Regions from separate parts of the Danio rerio genome. Here regions 2 and 3 are each linked to region 1. A link is a contact called in public Hi-C and HiCAR-type data. All regions are on one chromosome and are shown on one strand. Each heading gives the region's core, a stretch centred on a gene start, on an enhancer-like site or on the middle of the called end of the contact. The rest is flanking DNA. Distances are from core to core; before and after follow the strand shown.

The links. Hi-C and Micro-C count contacts between places; a contact is called where the count stands out from the background. HiCAR-type assays count read pairs that join an accessible place to other places.
Region 2: a contact with region 1 is called in a HiCAR-type map of caudal fin, with 6 times the contacts expected there. The contact joins the promoter of zmp:0000000662 here to the promoter of oga in region 1. A contact is called at or near these places in 3 of 18 Hi-C or Micro-C datasets (caudal fin, fibroblasts and an unstated tissue) and 2 of 4 datasets of contacts at active chromatin or transcription factors (caudal fin and embryo).
Region 3: a contact with region 1 is called in a Hi-C map of hematopoietic stem cells, with 2.6 times the contacts expected there. The contact joins the promoter of sufu here to the promoter of oga in region 1. A contact is called at or near these places in 4 of 18 Hi-C or Micro-C datasets (caudal fin, embryo, hematopoietic stem cells and 1 more) and 1 of 4 datasets of contacts at active chromatin or transcription factors (caudal fin).

Annotation. Positions count from the first base shown.
Region 1 is chr13:12,418,559-12,423,193 of GRCz12tu, reverse strand. It overlaps oga (O-GlcNAcase), which reads left to right and starts at 1,916. Exons shown (of 16, transcript NM_001305556.1): 1 at 1,916-2,591; 2 at 2,811-2,862; 3 at 3,932-4,029; 4 at 4,116-4,246; 5 at 4,331-4,502; 6 at 4,615-4,635. The coding sequence starts at 2,432.
Region 2 is chr13:12,220,774-12,225,408 of GRCz12tu, reverse strand. zmp:0000000662 reads left to right here and starts at 2,589. Exons shown (of 11, transcript XR_012389191.1): 1 at 2,589-2,756.
Region 3 is chr13:12,249,026-12,253,660 of GRCz12tu, reverse strand. It overlaps sufu (suppressor of fused homolog (Drosophila)), which reads right to left and starts at 1,933. Exons shown (of 13, transcript NM_201309.1): 1 at 1,607-1,933; 2 at 1,254-1,388. The coding sequence starts at 1,758.

The sequences.
Region 1 (4,635 bases), core at 667-3,166:
TCAATTTTTTAGTGAAAAAATAGGTGCAATGGCTATTGGGCTTGTATTTTATTTATATATATATATATATATATATATATATATATATATATATATATATATATATATATAATTTCTTTCTTTCTAAAAGTGGCTGGTAATTGCTAATAAAGACTCTTGCAGTGAAAAATTAGTTTTAAAAATAGTGACTGCATTTCCTTGTAATAGAACCACCAGGTGGCGCTCATTCACTGAAACTTAGTTCTGTACATGTCCATTGCAGATGTTTTTCGGAAGCTTTAGTAGTCTTGAACAACTGCTGTTTAACCCTATAAAGGGCACTTAATCAAATACTCATTGAATAAACCTTGCAATGTTACAGGGGTTAATACAAGACGTTTGAGCTGCTTACTATAGATAGATAGATAGATAGATACACATATATATATATATATATATATATATATATATATATATATATATATATATATATATATATATATATATATACACACACACACACACACACACACACATACAATCAATGAAATGACTATATATGGATCTTCACACAATAAAGGGGTGAAAAGACTGAAGACGACACTTGCCTGGCTTGGGAGCTGTAACCTTAAAACTTGGTTTGTGGAGTTTAGTGCTTGCAATCTTTGCCAAGGTCACAGTGTGTAATGGGTGGAGCAGTTCAAAGATAAAGATTGTGCTCTACCATAGCATACCTTTAAGACAATGACTAAAAGACCACTCTTGCAAATATGCTAGAGAAAACATGCAGCAGAATCCTGAATAGGTTGCAATCAATGAGCAAGGATAACCTTTACTGTACCCTACCTACGTAGTCATGAACGTAAATAAGTTTATTATTTGAATGTTAGAAATGTTCTCCTGTCTTATCAAAGTTTGATTTAAAGATTTAGACCTTGCACTTTCTCAGACCGAGATTGTTATTGCAAGGGACCAAATTTTCATAAATGAGAGGCCCCATTACCAAGCCCTGTGGTACTCTGTTGATCAAGAAAGATTTAGATCTGCATTTTTCAAAGGTGATAAATCAAAGGTGATGAATGATAAATCCCCAATCTCAGGCGTAAGGTTTCAAAGCAGCTCCTGCTAAACCAATAATAACTAGGTGATTTGTTTTATTTATGAGAAACTGACAAGTGCTGTCAAGAATAATCTAGGGCGACAGCTGGTAATTGAGAAAGACTGCTGAGGACAATGGCCAGGTTTGTGAGGTGTAGAGAACTAGTTGCTAATGTGGCTGATAAAGAAATCCAGCATTTTACAGGTTTTAATTGGAAGATTCATGCAGTTGATGCAACTTCTAATGTGGTAAACTAAAAAATATAAATGTTACATTAAAAAAAGTATTGAAGTCTTCCCAACAACAGATTACAAAGCATTACTTTAATACAATGTGTTAATCTTTAAACTATTATGTACATAATATAACATTTCTGAAAGGAATCATTATTAAACTTAGCCTAAAAATGCTCATTTTGTCAAAATACATATTTGGATTAAAACAAAAAGTGGAAAGAGATTTGAAATGATGCACAAGCTAATTTCTAACTATAATTTATGCATATTGATTTATTTGTCAAAATGAATACATTGCTAATAAACTACACAAGAAACACATTGCATTGTTGTTTGTTTTTGTAGTAACTTAGTGGTGATAGTTGTAATAATGTTGTAACTATGTTGTTGTCTCTTTTATAATTCAACAACACAGCAGAGTCTGGCCTAGCAAAAACATGTATCTATCTTATTCTAAATGTTTATAAGATGAATTAAATTAACTTTTGCCATCCACGATTCTCACTGAAACTCGACAAAAGCTGAAATTCTCGCTGCTGCCCCTTTAAGAGGCAGGCTAGAGATTTGTTTTCAGACTCGCACAAACCGTCCGTTACTGGCTCAAACCAGTTTCCTGAGCCTGCGCAGTAAGTGTAAACAGGAAGAAGAGTGCAAAATTAAACACTGTCGATGAACGCGGCGTTACGCAGACAATCTCTTTTTGAAGACGCGAAGCATGTGTACAGTAAGATGCTTGGTTAAATCATAAATGTATTTTCCGCACATGATGTGACGTGACTGAACTAAAGCGAAAAGAGAAAAAGCGGGTTATGCTAACGTTAACTGGCGGTACAGACTAACGCATCGTTAAAAGACAGATCGCAAACGGACTACATACAGTCCAGAAAGAAATCAGTATTGTACGCGAATGACTGTTGTGATAAAAAACGAAAACATCTGCAGTTGGTTCATGCAGATCGTTTCAGTTTCATCCGACTGAATTTCCACCTACCGGTGACTCAATGGCCTACTAACCCAGAAACTGAATTGGGTGAAGAGTCTGTTTTCCTGCGGAAGAAAAGCGTTGGCTGATTACAAATCTGATATCTACGACAACTGTTATTAGGAACGATTCAATATGGTTCAGAAAGACAAAATAATCGAGTCGTCGCAGCCAGAGGTTGAAGTTATTCCAGTGCCAGTGGAAGCGGTTGCAGATACCCAGTGTCCAGTTGACGAGCCCACCATCGAGATTGAGCGAACAGGCCGCAGGAAATTCATCACCGGTGTTGTGGAGGGTGAGAATTTACGTAAATTCAATATAATGCCATGAAACTTTAGGTGGAAACAGCTGTTACAATAGCTTCAGTTAGTTAGATACCGACATTGTTTAACGCAAAAAACATACAAATATAACATTTATAATTTTTTTAATATTTATTGTTTGTCGCATGTGTGTGTGGAATTTGTCGTGTTTGTGAAAACATTTTCATTTCTGTATTTGTTGCTCACAACAGGCTTCTATGGACGGCCATGGACTATGGAACAAAGGAAAGAGCTTTTCAGGAGGTATTGCAAGCATGTGCCATTATCCTGCCATTTTCTTTTATCCCATTCCTTTCTTTAATTGTGCTTGCATGGGTTAAATTTGTAGTTATTTTGCATAGTTTCACTATAATGTAATTTTGTTTTTTCTACCGGAAGTATTCTGGCATATAGCGTGTGCTCACGAGTGGTAGGTTTGGTTCAGTTGGGTGTCGTTTACACTAACGTTAGTGCACTTTTATTTTAAAACGCATAAGTATTTTTATGGTTATTGTTGGCAAAGGTGTTTTAAACAAGCCAAAGACCCCAGTTTAATTAAGAAATTCTGGTGAATATAAATGGCCTGAAACAAACTTTTGGAAACAGAAATGTGGCTAGCCATAGTTGCTCTCTGGACTTCTGGAGTACTCTGCATTGTTCCCTGTGATATGTCAAGCCCCTTTCATAGTACACTAGTAGTAGACTGCAAGCATGCATGCCGGCAAAACATGCACTTGAGCAGGAGTCATCATTTATCTTGTGTTTTTGGCTGTATAGTGTAGACAAACACAATAACAACCACACACACATATATATATATATATATATATATATATATATATATATATATATATATAAACCCTGTCATCTGGAACTTGGTGCACAGCAAACAATCAGTCCAATACCACTGACACGGCACTTGCAGTCCATTTCTAGACAAGTTTTGGTGCAGTTTGACTAAAATATGAATGCAAAATGGATTAAAGACTGAACCAAATAGGATGTTATGTCACAAGATGACTCTTGCTTATTTTAACTTTTACATTAAATTCATGATAAATAGATGCATGTGCTGCTCAGTGTTGGCAAATTAAAAGTAAAGCTACATTTTAAAGTGCAAAGTTCATCTTTGAGGCATCCTAGCAATGATATCCAGTTGTTTCGTGGCTTCCACTGCACTGGTGTTACTTAGTAACATCTGCCCTTGTGATGATGTAAACATACCAGGGTTCAGAACCAAAAACCACTGTGTGAACACAGTCCAGTGGGGGGAGGGGTATTCAACAGGACTCTGGTATTTATCTGAGTTTTTTTATTTTATTTGTTGTTTCAGGCAGCAGAAATGGGGCTTGAACACATATTTGTATGCCCCAAAAGATGACTACAAACACAGAATGTTTTGGAGAGAAATGTATTCTGTTGAGGAAGCAGGTAATAAATCCTGTCATTTGAAGTTCTAAACATTTTAAATGATTTAAAATGTTTGAGTGTAATTCTCTCTCTTGTTTTTTTTAAAGAGCAACTCACAACTTTGATAAGTGCTGCTAAAGAGTATGGGATTGAGTTCATTTATGCCATTTCTCCGGGCCTGGACATTACTTTCTCAAATCAAAAGGAAGTGTCGACACTTAAAAGGAAATTAGACCAGGTATGAATAAACCTTTTCAGAAGCTTCACTTGTCTCAGTGTTTTTATGACATTCATACTAAATCTTCATCTGTCTTTTGTGCAGGTCACTCATTTTGGGTGCAAGTCCTTTGCCTTACTGTTTGACGACATTGATCATAACATGTGTCCGGCTGACAAGGAGGTATTCAGCTCTTTTGCACATGCCCAAGTCTCTGTCACCAATGAGATCTTCCAATATTTGGGAGAACCTGAAATATTTTTGTTTTGCCCCACAGGTAAGATTATCATTATTAATTATATAAACCGTATTTCTTTATTTGACGACATCTGCTACATTGTTTCACTCTTATGCTTTATCACACTCACTTCATTTTTCCTTTTCCTCAGAGTATTGTGGAACATTTTGTT
Region 2 (4,635 bases), core at 1,340-3,839, 200 kb after region 1:
GAGAAAAAGTATGTTAGTATTATACTGCCCTACAAAGGCAAAGTGCAGTAACTACACATTTGGTCAAAATAGATCCTAAAAAGTACTAAAACAGGCCCTGTGTTTGTGAGTGTCATCTGTTCTGTCTTGTAACAAAATCTCCTGCTTCAATTTTCCCATATCAGAAAAACGAAGGTGATTTCAAAATCCAAACTGCTGTAAAAACTTTACAGGAATTTTGATCAGTTTCAGCTTTTGCATAGACACCGCACTTTGCTTTTAAACAGCTCAATTCCTTTATAGAAAAAAAAAACTTAAGAGAGAAAAGACCTGGAACAAAGGCAAAGTCAACAAGTTTCAGCTTGAAAGATAAAAATCTATAAACTTAAAAGAAGCTTGTGCTCCAGACTGGCATGAATGAGCTCATGACTGTTTACCAAAGTTATGGATTAGATGTGAGATATATATTGTATTTTTCTTATTTTATTTAAAAAAAGTTTTTATCTTTCTTTTTGATTTATTTCCTCTTCTGTAAAGGGTTAAACTGTTGGGGAAGGGGTTCATTCATTCATTCATTAATTCAGTCATTCAATCATTTTCTTTTCAACTAAGTCCCTATATTAAACTGATGTCGCCACAGCATAATAAACCGCCAACTTATTCAGCATATGTTTTACACTGCGGATGCCATTTCAGTTGCAAACCATCACTAGGGAACATCCATACACTCTCATCCACACACATACACTACGGACAATTATAGCTTACCCATTCACCTTGTACCGCATGTTTTTGAACTTGTGGGGGAAACCACAGCACCGGGAGGAAACCTACGCCAACACGGGGAGAACTTGCAAACTCCACACAGAAATGCCAGCTGACCTACCACTACCTACTGCGCAATGGCGTCGCCTTGGGGAAGGGATTGTTCTGAAAAAAAAAAAAAAAGATTGAAAAATCTTAAATAAAAAGTTTCAAAATTAAAAAAAGAAAGTTCATGCTCCCTTGTAAAAGTATTTCGTAGTATTTTTTCATATATTTTTAAAATACAAAAATGTGTAGTTTTTTGTGATGCATTTGAAAATAAAATGTATTAACTTCATTGTATTTTTGCTGATCCCTGAATTTAACTACATTATAACTAATAACTAAGCAAGTCCAGCGTTATGGAAGTGACATCTGCAGTAAAAAACTGTAAGTATAAATTCACATAGAAAGGATATTTTAACATTATATTAAAACAACTGTTTATATTTTCCTAAACTACTCAACACAGAGTTATGAGATCAGATAAATGTCAATCTGTAACCTTTTTAATATTTTAAAGGAGGAAAATAAGCAGCGATAAAAATAAGTCTGCGAGTTTACAGTATTGTGTACAACATGTTCTGTGGAAATTCTGTAAATTAAACTGCACAACCCAACAGTAAAAACGCTAATCAAAAGGATTATTGTCGGCTCACTAGAACAAAAATCATTGATTTAATTTTATGTGACAGGTTTGCATTTATAAGGAAAACGCTTTGTTATGGGTGTGACATCTCTCTCCGCTATGGATGTGACAGATGTGAAATTGCCACGTTTGTGAATTTAGTAAATTAAATATAATTGTTTAAATAAGAGATGGACAGTATTTATGATACACATATTTCAAATACAAGTTTTAAATACAAAATAGTATTTTGTAATTTCTATTTGATGGGGTTTATGAGGAGGGAATTCGGGTGGTTTAGAAGACCCACCCCTCACTGACAGAGGTTTCCAGAACCTTTCTTTTGGAAATCCCACAATTTCCAGAATTTGTCCCACATGAGCTCATTTGTCCTATTTTGACTGCTATGCCATCATAAATAGTTAAAATAACCTACCGATAAATGTTTTAAGACCAAGTGGAATCCTCTGTTGGCTGTCGCTTTGGTGTGACTCAGTTTTAGCCAATGCTAACTATAATTTTTCATGAATTCAACATCCAGCCGTGCAAGAAAACATACAATCTGATGTAAGGGAAGTCGTCTTTCGCTAATGTATTGTTTTATAGAGCAAATATTTGACAAGTAACTTTTCTTCAAAATCTTGGACCTTATTCTTGAAATAAAAAATGACCAATGAAAAGTAAAGCACCAACCAAAAGTGAATTTAAATACTATTTGGACTATGAATTTTCAAATGTATTTTTTTGGTTTTGATGACCATCCCATAATAATCTATTTTACCTAAAATAGTACTTTAAATGTCAATAAAATGCGGTATTTAAATCTCCTAATAAAATAGTAGTCTAAATGAGGCCTTTAACTTCACAAAGAAAAAAAGAAAAAAGAACCACCCCTTTCACCAGGTGGGCTACAGGCCTGTACCAATGGGGCCTGTACAGTAAAATACAAGCCTACAATAATAAACTTATTAAGAAAAGGTTTAGCTATTTTGGTCAAAAACTTAATTTTTTTATGGCAAGGTTGACATTTGCATGGAATTGCTCGACTCTATATGTAGATGATATTGTAATACAGCTCAGTGTGGAAGCTGATGAATTCCCGAGAGCTCCAGTAAGCGGCGGTAATGGGTGATTCTAGTTTACCGTTTAAACATAAAATCTAACGAAGAAGAAAGAGGAGGAAAGGAAGTCGTCTGTTTGCAGTTGACGGTAGTTTTGAGTCAGTGTGCGGTCGTGACAGGTGTGTAAACTGTTTATTTTTTCGAGGATAAGCTGTGCTGAAGCGCTTTTCTGTTGAGGCGAAAAAGCCGCGAGCTGCCATGATGACACAACACACACACTGCAGGTGGGAGGCGACCGTCTTTAAAATACACCCAAATATTAAAAACAAGGGACAGTTCTTGCCGTTTCCATACGTGACATTAAATCACGACAGATTTGTAACATGTGAAGATGGTGTTCTTATTTTAGTTGGTTTTATGTGGTCTAGTTTGCGACGAAGATGTTTATGCGATTTTTCAGCTTTTCTTGATCTGAAAAGTTCCCGAAATCCTTTTTAAACAAGTTTGAGATTGCAGAGAATGATTTAAGTGGTGCTGATATAGCTGATTTGTTTCATAAAGTCTTTGTTTAATACTTGTGCGTCATATAAACTGCATGTTCGTGCCAAAATGGAAGTGTCATGTATCAGTAATTGTTTCAGCTTTCATTGACAAAGATAACCACCTTCATTTTATGAGGATTTCAACACTTTTTATAAGGGTTTGTTTACACAGTGACACTGTTGTACCTATGACAAAAATATACTATGTATTTTTTTAAATTTTCCTATGCTATCAATTTTTTTTCATGTTCTAAATGCTTAGCATATATTTTGACATATTAACATTACATTATGAAATTAATTGACACAAAAATGGGAGTTAACATAAATTTTAATGCATAATTGTTGTGTCCCTTAAACTTACACACAAATCTGTCAGTATTTACATACAAAATAAACTGAGATTCATACCAATATACATAATAAATAAATAAGCAGAATAACACATGGTGCATAAAAAAAACGAAGCAGAAGAGAGTATATGCTGCTTTTTACTTTACACTTGTGATTGTTTATTCATTTCATTTTCACCTATTTCTTTAATGAAAGCAGATCACTAATAATGTATGATTTTCTATTTTCAAATGGCACTGAGATTAAATATTGCAGTGTTGTATTTCAAGGGGGGAGGTTTTGACCAAAAAGTCCTGAGTTTAACATTTTATGCAGCTTGTGAGAAATTGATCTATGCAAGGAAATGAAGGTGAAATATTAAAAGTCTTTTTGGCATAACTTAAACAACCCAAATGATCCGACTGTTAACTGTTATCCGACAATGATAACTGTTACATATAGCCAATTATATAGCATGTATAGTAAAAAATTTGTAAATCTATTAAAAAATATGCGAATATAGTAAAAAAAAAATTATATGTGAATAAAATTATGGCTTTGAGAAATGATGGGTTTATGAACAAACATGTCCATATAAACTAGGGCTGTGTTAAATGTTTTTTCAGTATCGATATTGCAGTGTGATCATTCGCAATAGTCACATTGTGAGTAAATGCAATGTTGAGATTGGATTATAATAATCATTTCGCAAGTGTTTTTGACGCTTGTAACTATATGAGGATTAGGGTTGGGTCGATGCCATCATACATTGCCGATCGACATCACCATGCTGAGCCAGCATCACGATCCTCGCCCACACCCCTGTCGCAGCAGCAACCTGCTCGTGAAAACAACATACTGGGGCCCGATTTACACTAATATGTCTTAGTTTTATTATCGTTTTAGAACGGAAATGATCCACGTCCACACTGACGTTTCACCTAGCATTTCTGAAAAGCCATTCTTCCACACTATACCGCTGAAAATGCACATCACTTGACCACACACACACACACACACACACTGGCATGTGCTGCAGTGTACTGTACTTATCTTTATTTATGATTTGGTTATGGATAAAACAAAGACCATGCGGGTCAGGTAGTTGAAACGGTAGGCTACAAATAATAAACTTGTTATGAATTAATTCATTATTCATAAATAATTTATTCATCGCCGCCTATGACAACGATGCCATCGTCCATCGCGATGTTTCACATTAGACATTGTTCAATGACAAATTGGTTGACATTGGCCAACCCTAATGAGGATTTTAAAAGCAAAAAGA
Region 3 (4,635 bases), core at 684-3,183, 170 kb after region 1:
CTTTACATTGTAAACTCTGTCATTGTCATTCTCCTCAGCCAAGTTGTTTCTACAGCTTTAATAGTTTTGTTTAGCTATAAACTGCAATTTAGAAGAACAATACTTCACTTATGAATACTTCATAAGTTTAAGTTGTTATCATTTACATTGATTGATCTAATAAAAACATGAAGTTATAAATAGGTTCTACAAATAAATGCTACAAATATATAACAAACAAATTTACAATTGTCCACATGTTTCTGTGTCCTGTCACATTTGCATTAAATTTAACATAAAATGCTTGCATTAAAACGGTCGTGCCGAACTGAGTCTGGTTCTCTCAAAGTTTTTTTCTTCACTCTCCTATTGGTGAATTTTTTTTCCCTCTCCGCTGTCGCCACTGGCTTGCATGGTTCAGGATCTGAAAAGCTACTCATCGATGAATTTGCTCTTCAGTGTTTGGACTCTCAATAATGACTTCAAACCACACTGAACTGAGCTAAACTGAACTGAACTTAAACACTAAAAACTGAACTACCCTGATCCAGTTGCTATGACCATTTATGTGAAGCTGCTTTGACACAATCTACATTGTAAAAGCGCTATACAAATAAAGCTAAATTGAATTGAATAAAACTTTTTTTAAGGCTAAGACTCAGAAGTGACATCATTTGATAAATAAGAAGCTGACGGAGATCAAGGATGTGTTCTATCCACTCAAGTTGATTTTATGTTTGTTTTTGTATGATTTTTTTTTTTTTTTGAGAACGACAAGCGTAGGTCAGGCCCTGTTGCGTTTTTATAAGTGAAAATGGTTTCTGGGAGAATGCCCCGAATAAAAGGAGCAACATGCTGTGATGAATACAGTCTGATGAAAAGACCATGTGCTCAAAACGTTACATGCATTGTGCTAGCCTTCTTCATTTAATAAATTGGTATTTTTGGATCTTTGGTGTTGCAGCCTTGTTTATTATATTTTTGCTGTCCAGTTCTGATCATGGTTTTCCTCAAAATAAAGGTCTTTTTTGTTGAAGTGCCTTGGCTCTTTTGAAAAATACTGTTTCACTATCATGGTTTAGAACCACAAGGTCTTACATTTAGAAAATTTTTGATTTTTTTTTTTTTTTAAATATGAAGTGTTTTATGAATTGTTTTCTAAGTTTGATCTCCACTTTCAGGTAAATAACAACATGGCTTGAACTAGACTAGCTGTCCTGTTGTAACAAAACAACACTGTAAGGTCATGACCTGTTATAATATGACATTCTTACTCGTGAACTCTGTTGTCTCCATACAAGTCACTGAGACCCAGGCTGACATAGTGCCAATGTTCTGGTACGTCTTGTCCAGGACATCCCACGTTTCTGTACATACTAATGTAATCCAGAGGATCTGGACCACCTAACCTGAAAGGAGGATTTTGAGAGAAAAGGGTGATATATTGAGATGGAGAAAAGGTTCACTGGAAAATTTGTTTTCTGCCTAGAAGTACTTCTTCCTTTCAGGCTAGAAAGGAAAACTATAATCTGTGAAACTATTCTGCAAGCTATATTCAATTATTTTGCTGCTTTAATGCGCACATAACAAGCAACGACATGACATTTGAATGTTTCAGGCGTCTCACCAATACTTCACAATGGCTGTGACTTGCAGCGGGTTCGCCTGGTCGGGATACAGACGTCTGCATTCCCCATAAATGGCCTGCAATCCCGGGGGAAAGATCGAGGCGAGGCCGAGGTGTGCTGCTGCTCCGCTGCTAGGCCGCATCTCATCCATCCCCGCACGGCCGCGCCAAACAGGGAAAAGTTCTCGAAAAGCAAGAAAATGTGTTGTTCTTTTCAACTTCCGTATTGGAAAAGGCGATAAAGTCACCGGTGCTGGAAAACGCTTTGTTACACTTTCGCCCCCTCAGTGAAGCCCCTGTTGCAGTTTTTCCTCTGTGGTTTGATGTCCAGAAAAGGGACGTTGCTACTGTGACTGACACATCATCCACTCAATGAGAATTGCCGTTAGAAAGGAACGATGTGAGAGCGGCGATGTGATTGGACGAATGTTTTGCGGAGTTTCTTGTTGATCCATGTGTAGGCGGGACTCTGTGGCATCCATAACAAAAATGCCATCAACATGAATCAACTCATATTGTGTTTATTTAGTATTAATTTACGATATTTTTGAAATTATTTTGTTTTCATAATGCTTCTTAAAAATGAATTTATTTTATTACAATGTACCAATATTATATTTCCATAGACAGAACCATTTGTGGAAGTTCATAGAAATAGAAATGGTGGAAGTTTAGTTTTAGCCCATTCTAAAATAAATAAAAATTAAACGTGCCATTTTCAAATTTCTTTCAAACTTTTTAATTACTTTAATTAGTGTCTTGTTTATTTTCTCCTGCTAACTACATTTTTAATTCAAATTTATATATTCCTACTTGTACACACCATGCATTAAAATATCATATATTTTATAGACTTTTTCTAATTCCCCATCTTTAACATTTGTCACATATTTCTTTCTTACTATTACCAACTTTTTATTTATCTTTTTTATATTTTATATTAAGATTTATAAATATTGCCATTTGTTCCTACCCTATTTCCTGTGTTTTTTACTATATTTTATTTATTTTTCAATGTACGTTTTTCATGTTTTCGTTTTGCCCAATTTTTTTTTATTTTAATTTTTTACATTTTCAATAGATTTACGCACGCAATCTAATTTTAAATAATACTTCTCAGCTTTTGTATGTGGTTTAATCAATGGGGGTTTAATACGCCAGAGATTTCATTAATATATTAGTTTTCCATTAAAAACACTAATGTTTATTGCCACCTGCTGGACATTTGCTGCATTTTATTCGGTCTGTTTGTTTGTTTATTTATTTATTTGTTTGTTTATTTGTTTATTTTTGATTGTAAATGCAATGGACCTTGTTCTCCATTATATCCTAAAACTGATATTTTGTTGGTTTGAGATTTACAACAAAGCAGATCGCGTTGCTTGACATTGTTTTCTTTTTAAATATACTTATTGTAAAATAAGACAAAAGCTTCTTGGTATTTGGATACCAAAAACGTGTTCTGTGTTTCATTTCAAGTTTTACACATAAAAAACAGTCGTGTCATGACATGGTAGGTGCTGCAGGCCTACTTTAGTTTTCATTTTCATTTTTACTATTACTGTATGTCTATCTGTATGTCTATCTGAGTAATGAACACTTCATTGCTCAGTCAGATGCAGCAGTAAAATCTTTCCATTCCGTTGAAAGATTTCCATTCCGTTGAACTTAAATTAATTATAAAACAAACATGTTAATAAGTACAGTGAAATCTACAAATATGTTAGGTAGGCTACTTATATTTCTTCAATATTTATTAGCAGGATTTTATTTCTTGTTGAATGAACAAAAAAAGTAAAATACAGCAATGTTTTGTATATTTACAACTTTGATAAAAAAAAATTTACACTTCTGATTGTGCCAGTAAGAGTAACTGTAATATGCGTAGTACTGCAAGGCTTAGCAGACGTTGGCTTCTTACAAAATACATCTCTCCCTCAAACAATGCAAAAGTCTTTAATGCAGGGCATGGTCGTGGCTAAAATCCCCTTTGACCCTTGGCCCCTTCATGCCAGAACTGGATTTCTGACATGATATCTGTTATTCAGATGGAGAGACTCAGATTTTTAAGGACTGGCTTCATAAGAAAATCTTTGGCTACTCTGCGTTAATTTCTTGATTTATTTGACAAATTTATTTCTCAAGTTCAATCCAGTGACCCCTGTGAGGTTTAAGTTATATACCGTTTCTTGTTTTGATTGTTTGTTACATAACATGTTTTTTTTTTTTTGTAGTCTCTTTTCCTTTTTGTTTTCCTTTATAGTGTCCTTTGTCAGTCTATATCAGCCAATGTTTGTTGTTGTTGTTGTTGTGTGTGTGTGTGTGTATATATATATACACACACACACAGTTGAAGTCAGAATTATTAGCCCCCTTGAATTATTAGAGCGCTTGTTTATTTTTTTCCCCAATTTCTGTTTAACGAAGAGCAGATTTTTTTCAACACATTTCTAAACATAATAGTTTTAATAACTCATTTCTAATAATTTATTTATTTTATCTTTGCCATGATGACAGTAAATTATATTTGACTAGATATTTTTCAACACACTTCTATACAGCTTAAAGTGACATTTAAAGGCCGAACTAGGTTAATTAGGTTAACTAGGCGGGTGAGGGTAATTAGGCAAGTTATTGTATAATGAGTTCTGGGGCTAATAATTTTGACCTTAAAATGTTTTTTTTTTATTAAAAAATTAAAAATTTTCTAGCCGAAATAAAACATATACGACTTTCTCCAGAAGAAAAATATTCTCAGACTTACTGTGAAAATGTCCTTGCTCTGTTAAACATCAGTTGGGAAATATTAAAAAAAAGAAGAAAAAAAATTCAAAAGGGGGCTAAAAGTTCTGACTTCAACTGTATATATATAAGGTAAATATATAAGGTAAATATGTCGAAGTCATATATATATAACTGTTAGCTATTATGAGCTAATATTCAGCTTCATAATTTTATAACTAATATTCAGATTTATTGTCTTGTAACTCCCTTTAGTGCAATTTAAAATATATTAAAACAATAATAAA